Linked DNA regions of Mus musculus: region 1 is linked to region 2. Evidence: chromatin contacts called from public ChIA-PET data. All regions are on one chromosome and are shown on one strand. Each heading gives the region's core, a stretch centred on a gene start, on an enhancer-like site or on the middle of the called end of the contact. The rest is flanking DNA. Distances are from core to core; before and after follow the strand shown. Region 1 overlaps Thada (thyroid adenoma associated). Region 2 overlaps Thada (thyroid adenoma associated).

The links. ChIA-PET counts read pairs in DNA pulled down with a chosen protein or histone mark.
Region 1: a contact with region 2 is called in an H3K27ac ChIA-PET map of liver, with 4 times the contacts expected there. The contact joins two enhancer-like sites. A contact is called at or near these places in 30 of 484 Hi-C or Micro-C datasets (the 3T3-L1 cell line, 3T3-L1-derived adipocytes, the C10 cell line and 20 more), 9 of 115 datasets of contacts at active chromatin or transcription factors (the HPC-7 cell line, astrocytes, bone marrow-derived macrophages and 6 more) and 2 of 9 other capture datasets (adipose tissue and liver).

The regions. Positions count from the first base shown.
Region 1 is chr17:84,362,978-84,367,493 of GRCm38.p6, forward strand. All of the region lies in intron 26 of Thada (thyroid adenoma associated), which reads right to left. Among named protein-coding and RNA genes, the nearest start is that of Gm24722, 26 kb to the right of the region's middle. Within about 2 kb of position 2,839, at least 103 of the 459 cell types and tissues checked have an H3K27ac peak or open chromatin away from gene starts, as enhancers often do. A contact at or near this core is called in liver and rod photoreceptor, where this site is marked.
Region 2 is chr17:84,249,718-84,254,001 of GRCm38.p6, forward strand. It overlaps Thada (thyroid adenoma associated), which reads right to left. Exons shown (of 38, transcript NM_183021.3): 31 at 2,617-2,711. Among named protein-coding and RNA genes, the nearest start is that of Gm24492, 36 kb to the right of the region's middle. Within about 2 kb of position 1,959, at least 10 of the 459 cell types and tissues checked have an H3K27ac peak or open chromatin away from gene starts, as enhancers often do. A contact at or near this core is called in liver and rod photoreceptor, where this site is marked.

The DNA.
Region 1 (4,516 bases), core at 1,589-4,088, 110 kb after region 2:
ATCTGAGGAGTAGTGGCCATGGGTCAGCCCGTCAGCATAAGAAAGAGTTGGCAGTGCCCAGGGGAAAGTGCTCCAGTGTGTGACTGTGACACCATTCTGCTCTTGTAAAGATTTGGAAATTAGATTCTGTCCTGGACAGAATTAGGTCTAGCTTCTCCACTACTGTGCTGACAAGCCAAAAAGTACCCCTGGTACAAGGGTGCCCAGTGGTTCCAAAGCCCTGGCCTGAGCCACAGAGAGCAGAGTCAACAGCTGACAGACAAGCACCACAATGTAAATGCTCCAGAGGACATTGCTACACACAAATAATTCTACCTCTGCTTCCCAGGAGTTTTAAATCAGACTTACAAAACAACGCATAAAGGAGCAGAAAAACAAAAGCAAAAGAAAAAACTGACGGAAAGGGGGAGAGGGAGAAGGAGGGAGAGGGGGACCAAGGGGCCGGGGGAAAGGGGACCAGGGGGACCAGGGGGACCAGGGGGAGAGGGAGAAGAATAATATGGTTATGGAGGCCTGAGCAGTAAGCAAGAGCCAAAGAGAAGCTCTCCAGGAAGGTTCAGCACACATGAGCTGGGGTAAACCAGGACACTGTCAGCCCATGTGCTGCTTAGATAACGCTTGGTCTTAAAGGTCAGCAAGGATTTCCCTCTCCTAGGACGGCTGGGAGGCTAGAGGGGAGGAGAAAGCCTTTAATAAAAGGCATAGCATAGATGCTTTTGAGGCCAGGATGCCTTTGGCTTGCCTGGAACAATGGACAGGATGGGTGTGGATGTGGAGGGCCTAGATGCCAAGCTAATGGAGCTGAGCCCTGAGCTCTCCAAGTCTGGGAAGCTGCCTTAAGTTTGGGCCCAAGAATAAACATCATAAATTGTGTGTGGGTCACTGCGAAAATGTTTTAAGCAAGTATATGGTGCCTACACAAAAGTGGAGAGAGATTTTTAAAAATTACATTTTATTTAGGGCTGGGAGGAGCGGTGCCACACACCTTTAATCCCAGTTCTCAGGAGGCAGAGGCAGCCGGATTCACATAGGAGACCCTATTTCAAAAAATAATATTAAGTTAAACTGTTGAAGAAATAACTGTTTAAGTGTGTGAGTGTTGTGTGCTTGTGTCTGCGGGTGTGCCTGCATATGTCACAGAATGTGAGGGCCCAAGGAGAACCTGTACAAGTGGATTCTCTACACCATAGCTCCCAGGGGTCAAACAAAAGCATCACACGTGCTGGTGTCGTTACTCACAGAGCCACTGAACTGGCCAGAGAGAGCTTTTAAAAAACAATACACTACTAGTTAGAAATGCACATATTTTTCCTGGATATCTGAACAAGGCCTATCACCGACACTGTTTTAGATCCTAGGGTAAACCTAGACACCTGGCCAAGGGCTGGAGCGGCGACCCTGCTGTCCGCTGTAACACCCTCCTCCTCAATCCTCACTACAGTCTGTATTTTGCTTTACACACTACAGATTTCCTTGTGTACCTCGAAGGAAGAACTGTCAGTCATCAATCTGGATGGTGTAACTTAATAGGTCCTTTGTTCAGAAAATTTAATTACAGGCTTGAACCCTGAATGAATGTAAAATAAAAACACTGGGGGGGACTTGGCAGGATCGGTCAACTAAGCGGCTCGAGGGTCCCCACCTCTACCCCCCACCATCCCTGGCACATCTGCAGCAGCAGTTTCTTCACTGGTATTCGCAGCATGGCCCATCTTCTGTAATTGCTTCTGGCTCCTCTGGCCTGGTCTCTGGCTGTCCTGTAGCTCCACTTACAACTAAGGCTTAAAGATGCTCAGAGGTGATGTCAGCCTTTTCCTACCTCTTAGGAGGCTTCTGCCTGAACACAGGCTATAGATAGCCTTACAGCTGAGCTAGTTTGTGCTGGTTCCTGGCAACTTCTTTGCTCCCCAACAAGGCTCTGCAGGAGAACCGGGTTCAAAACCAAGCTTTAATCTACCTTAACATTTACCAAATAATTTTACTCTGCAAGTACCCAAGGGAGGTTGCTACAACCGGGTACCTGGGCATTACTTACCCTCTGCTGACTATCAGAGACAGCAATATTTAAAAGCTATACACCAGAAGCCCAACAAACTGCAATAGTAACTGTTGGAAATACGAGATTTAGAACTTTTCTGGGCAGAAAGCAAGGAGAAAACGTATTAGTAAAAGGCCTCCTTTCTAACCCTGGAGCCAAGCACTGGCGCCCTTCCATTGAAAACCCGAGTCATGCCAGTGTCACAGGAGGGAAAAGTGCTGGCCCAGACGGTCAGTGAGTATGAAGAGGACTTGCCCATGCACAGAGAACCCTCTGAGGGCCTGAAAACCAACCAACCTTCCCTCCAAAGGCATTGTTAAGTGATGATAAAATTTCTAGTTTAAAACACACAGGGAAAACTTTTCTAGTTTCAAACAAAACCAGAAGTTACAAACTTCAAACATCAAGTTTCCTAGAGGAAAGTAATATGCAAATGTAATTACGTCATGGGAAATGCTAAGGCAGCTTTAATTAAAAGGAGAAATCCCTCAGAATAGGTCATTTTGGAGGCAAGCACTGCAGTTCCTCTTCCTTTCTGCCCTTCTTTCACTCACTGAAGACTATGGGGGTGGCACTGGGGGTGCAAAGGCCTTCAGTGTTCAGTTCCCCACGGTACTGGACAAACTCTAAATCAAAGCCACAGAGGGACCCACCAAAACGCTATTCTGTTTTTGAAAGTGGCCTTAACCGTGAAAAGGCACATTTCCAGTTGAAAATTCAAAGGTAGTTCTCCCAACAGAGAGCTGATTATTTGGTCGGAGACATGTGGTAAACATTCCCCAAGGAAGGAGCAAGTGAGAAAAGGGCAAAGGCAGAGGCGTGGGAGGGAGGGCCTGCGCCACCTCTGCAAGCTGTAGTCAGAGTATGCACACCGCTCCATAAAAAGTGGCTGCTTAAAGCAAAGCTCCAGCTTCCCCAGGGTGAACACCATGACATCTGTCCTCTTGTCATAACAGCAGCTAAGTGGAGTTGGGAAAATATTCTCTGCTCTAGAGCTGTTGGTGCATAATTACATGGTTTCTCTTGAGCTCTGGTTCCCCTCTGTTTATTCTGCACATCTGCTCTCCCAATACCTGATCACACAAAGGTATCATAAAGAGCAAACCAACAGGTATAAAGAGACCAGCCCTCAACACAGATCAAAGCAAACAGCCCGTGGAGTGCTCTGGAAATCTTGGCTGGCAGCTCTTGTAAATAAAAGTGCTTCTGAAGCAGAAAGCATTCAACCTCCGTATTTATATAGGGCGTGATTGACAGCTTAGTTATTAACTTCATAAAAACACAGGCAATGCTAACTAGCAAGAATGTTTGTTCTAGCTGTTCTATCTGAAGGAAAATGAAATCCAAGATAGAATGGCTTGCTCTCTGTTTCTTTTAAGTATTTATTTTAGAACCGTGCAGTATAAAAGAATGTTTTTTCAAGTCAGTGAACTTAAGCTATTTTGCTTACTGTTCTGGAATTTAAGTATGTTGTTATAATTCTTTAGAAAACAAATGTTACATTTACTAAAGGCAAATTCCAATGGTGCACCATGATCTTTTGAAGCCCTCAAAAGATTTTTAATCTTCTGAATTACTAAAACTAAAGAAATTTTACATTAATTAACCTCTCTTCCAGTAACTAAAGTGGATCAAGTCAGAGACTCAAAGGGCAGAAATACTTCCCCTGTGCTCTGTTCTCAGGCACGTATCCTCTGAGTGACTTAGGCAGCAGACCTAAGTTCTGCCAGGAAGAGGGAAGAACTGATGTGTATTTTACTAATATTATATTGATGTTTTTAACTGTACTTTTTGTTTGTTTGTTTGTTTTTTTGTTTTTTGAGACAAGGTTTCTCTGTATAGCCCTGGCTGTCCTGGAACTCACTTTTTAGACCAGGCTGGCCTCGAACTCAGAAATCCGCCTGCCTCTGCCTCCCAAGTGCTGGGATTAAAGGCGTGCGCCACCACACCCGGCTTTTAACATACTTTATCACATACAACATTTATTGAAATATTACAAGGTAGCATGCTTTATTTTTTTAAAAAATTCTTAGAAACTATTGTCAGCAGCAAGTAGATGTTCCATCAGGAAATCCTTTAGAACTAAAATCCAATTTTGTATGCAATCTTTTTTTCTATCTCTCTTGAAGTTAATACAGTTAGCACCCATGCCCAACCCCAGCAGGTCCAACTAGAAACGTCAGCTAACAAATAAACACATTTCTCCAACTCAGAGCATAACTTTTTAAGTAGCAGCCCTGAGTATCTACATAATGAGGGAATCTAAATACACTTGCGTTTATCCAATCTATACTCTTCTTCATGTATAAAATAATTTTTTATATAACAAACAAATGGAGGGGGAAAAACAAGTTTTGCTTTTAGAATCAATAATGAATACTTTTAAAGTTGGAGTCATATGAAATTGGCATTTCCTGGCCAAATAAATGCTTATGAAATGGACTGGTGTTTCTGTGAGGATTTGTTTATGTGTTCTTA
Region 2 (4,284 bases), core at 709-3,208:
ATGCCAAAACTATTCCCTTTCCAACAAATAATCAGCATAACATTTTTTGAAAAAAAAATTTTTTTTTCCAGATAGGATTTCTCTGTATAGCCCTGGCTGTCCTGGAACTCACTCTGTAGACCAGGCTGGCCTCAAACTCAGAAATCCGCCTGCCTCTGCCTCCCAAGTGCTGGGATTAAAGGTGTGCACTACCACTGCCCGGCTGAAAAAATTCTTCCTTTAACATTTGAACTCTATTTTAATGAGTTACTTGAGTGTGTGTGTGTGTGTGTGTGTGTGTGTGTGTGTGAACATGAGTTGCCATGGCAAGTTTATGAAGGTCAGAAGACAACTTTCAGAGGTTGGTTCTCTGCTTCCAGCACGTGGGTTCTGGGGATCAGTAGCAGGTTGTCAAGCTTGGCAGCAAGTGCCTATCTTCTCTGAGCTATTACCCGCCCTGCCTTTTAAGTATTTCATAGACATGTTGTGATAGGTAGCCCAGGCTGGGCTTAAATCTGTCTTGGCCTCCCTAGTGCTGGAATTCTGTGAAATCTGCTGTACATTTTATATTTACAGAACATCTCACTTTAGAGCAGCTACATACATCACACGCTCATGTGCCACCTCTGAGCTTGTTTCTATCTCACTGGGCAGTACAAGTACAGCACACGTCGAGCCATGACTGTCACACTAGAGAAAGAGGCACATGCTGTGTTCCCACCAAGTCTTACTCCATAAAGGATGCTAAGAAGAGTGATGTGTGCGAGTGAGATAGTGAAGACGGTGTGTGATGCCATTTAACTGGGGCAAATGCTCTTACTGATGGAAAGAGTTTGGAGGATAGAATGATTAAAGAGTCCCCAAATCCATCCTCATGGGGTTCATAGACAAAGGACGAGAAAGAAGCTGGGGAAGCAAAGGTGCACAGCATCACAGCATCCAAGGGCTGACCCTTTTGTACCAGACTAAACACAACGCACATCTGGGTGAGGTGGCTGCACATGTCCTTGGCCCCTGCAAAGCACTTTAAGATGGCTTAGAGTTTAGGAACAGGGTTCCATATGAATAGAACCCACTGTCCAACAATTTCAGTCAAACACACAACTCTGCGGGTGTCCTAGTGAGGAGGCTGTAAGCAGACCTTCCAGTCACATCTGCAGATGTGGAATCTGAGGAGAAGATCAGAAGGCAAGAGTCTAGAACAGCTTGCTTGTTAGCATCTGGGTTTTGTTCTTTTTATAATCGCTGGATTCCAGTTAACTCAAGTGTAAACTAAAGTAGATGCCACACAGCTAGAACGACCTATATTTTATTACACAGACCTGGATAGTCTAAAGAATATAGGTGGGACAATATTCATAACTATGTTGAGATGAAAGGTACAAGTTAGAATGTTAGCTTTTTTTTTTTTTTTGAAGATAGGATGTAACCTACGCTGGCTTAGAACTCAATGAGTAGCTGAGGATAGCTTTGAACTCCTGATCATCCTGCCTCTACCTCCCCCCCCCCCCTTTTTTTGTTTTTTTGTTTTTGTTTTTTCGAGACAGGTTTCTCTGTATAGCCCTGGCTGTCCTGAAACTCACGCTGTAGACCTGGCTGGCCTCGAACTCAGAAATTCGCCTGCCTCTGCCTCCCAAGTGCTGGGATTAAGGGCATGTGCCACCACGCCCAGCCTGTCTCTACCTCTCTAGTGCTGATATTACAGGTATGAGACACAATGCCTGGGTAAACCAGGAAACGTCTCCCATAAAGCAACATGATCTTATACTACTGGATGTGGAGAGGATTATGTGTTCTGATTACCTCTGCATGGCCACAAGGGCTCTGTGAGCTAATAACACATTAATCTGGGTGAGACATTTCAATGCCCTTTCCACAAATACTTTCAATTGGTTTGAATTTGGTAACAGAGCTCCATTTAGACAGAGCTGGACTTTGACAGCCTGGACATATTTACTGAAGGTAACGACTCATGGTTAGGCTAAATTCCAGCAAGAGAAGGCCTGGCCTGTGTGTACTCGGAACCTGACTTCCATGTGCAGCCTCCTTAGACTCCTAAGCAGTTAGGAGGGGCTTTAGCTGCAAGCTCATTGTCCTGTGTTCCAGCTGGATGTGAGAACACATTTCAGCCTGGGGCCTGGAACTCATGTAGTACACTTTCTGAGGCCTCTTTCTTACACGAACATATCAAATTATTTTTATTTGGGACATCCTTCTCTCTTTACTTCACTTTGTGAATCAAATAGCCTAGAGACATGTATGAAGTCAGAGCCTGAGGGAGGAACTCTTACATGAACTGGTGAAGGGTAGATTGAGAACAGGGGCTCAAATATCCACCAAGGGACGAGCCAGTTCAGCTATCTATAGGATGGAACAGGATGAACCATTACAGAAAATGACATTTTCAAAGAAAAGCACAGAACAGCAAAAGGTCAAGGTCTTGGGAACACAGAGGTATGTGAGTTGGATTCACACTCGTTTTTTGGATGATCACATAGAACATATGTGAGGGCAGGTCTCCTTGAGCTTCTAGGAAAGAGCCACACAGATTCTGAGTCAGTCTCACACTTAGCCGTGGGTGTGTGTGCTACCCAAAACGCTACCTGCAATGTTCCAAGGGAGAACTGCCAGTCATACCTGTCTGCTTGCCTTCCTCAGGTCTGTCCAGGCAGTTAGTCAGCAGGAAGAGAATATCAATATACACAGCTCTGGTTACCAGGCATGGATTTTGCCTAGAAAAGTAAAGAATGGAGAGTTAATTGCCTGGGCCTTGGGGAGGGGAAAAATAGGTGTTTTCTACTAGGCATGTAATTAGGCAGCTACATTATACTAAAAACAACAACAACAAAAACCAAAAAATGATGGACTACTGTGGGTAGGAAGAAATTAGCAATCTGTAACAGAATGAGTCCCCAAACCTGTGACAGAGGCTCTGTCTATGTCATAGTCACTGTTGCTGTCGCTGTCTTCATACACAGCAGAATAGGGCATGGAATCCCTTTATAGATGGTTGTGAGCCACCATGTGGTTGCTGGGAATTGAACATAGGACCTCTGGAAAAGCAGTCAATGCTCGTAACTGCTGAGTTATCTCTGTAGCACCCAAAGAAAGAATTTAATTGGAGGCTTGCTTACAGCTTCTGAGGACTACTCCATCATGGTCATGGAAGGGGCCACGGAAGCACTCGGGCACAGTGTATGAGACCTTTCCATCCTGATCCCGGCCCTCTGTGGGCTTTTACAACCTCAAAGCCCTCTGCCAGTGACACACTGTCTCCAACCAGGTCACACCTACTTCAACAAAGCCTGGTCTCCTATGGTTCTAATCCTTCTCAAACGACTAGGCATTCAAATACAAGAGTCTCCGGGCCACCCTTACTCATATCACCACAGTCTGTGTGAGGACCAAGAAGACAAAACTGCCCTGCCATGCTCTAGATAACCTAAGCCTTTGACATCTATCCTACTGACGTGAAAACAGGGAGAAGGTGCTATGAAGATGTAGTATCCCCTCTGAGCTGGAGAAAATGACGTGATGAAAGCTACCGCTTATGAAGTCAGGTATTTAAAAAACAACACCTACCAGTTGAAAATGGTTACTGAACAAGAACAGATCAACACACACTGGAGCTGGGGTCCTCCTAGTAGATGAGATGTTTTTCTTTTTTCAATGCCTGGCTCGTTTTAACTTTGGACCTGTACAGCAGATCCATAGGCAGGCAGCTTAGATTTTCTTTTTAGAACAGTGCTTGAGAAGCCCTGGCTCTGAGTCCCAGTTCAGCCTGAGACTACATAGGCCCAGATTTGGTGTGCTAAGGACCTGGCCTAGTGGGGTCTGGTACATAGCTTGTCACTTGTTATCTCTGTGACCCGAGCAGACTACTGCTCTGTAACTGCACTGACCTTACTGCCTCCCTGTGAGTCACTGAGACATTAAGGGGTCAGAGTCAACTGGAAATGGTATTCAAGGCCTGGCAGGTAGAGAAATCTCAGGGAGGTTCAACCCTGTCTTCTACTTCTGACCTAGGATTCAGGACAGCCCAGTGCTGTGGCTGTACAGGTGCAGGTCTGCTGGTTCCCTACAGTGCTTCCACCGTCATTCTGAGATGCACACATCCTCCAGCTGGCATACTCTACCATGAAGGAGCACCATCACATGTATGGTGGTGCACAACTGTAATCTACCTGTGTGTGCAGAAAGGATTCTTTCCAGGCGTCTTTCTCAACTACTTCTCTACTTTCAACATCTAAGAACTGTGTCTGCGTGACACAGGGGTGATCAGAGATCATTTATTTCTCTCCTTCC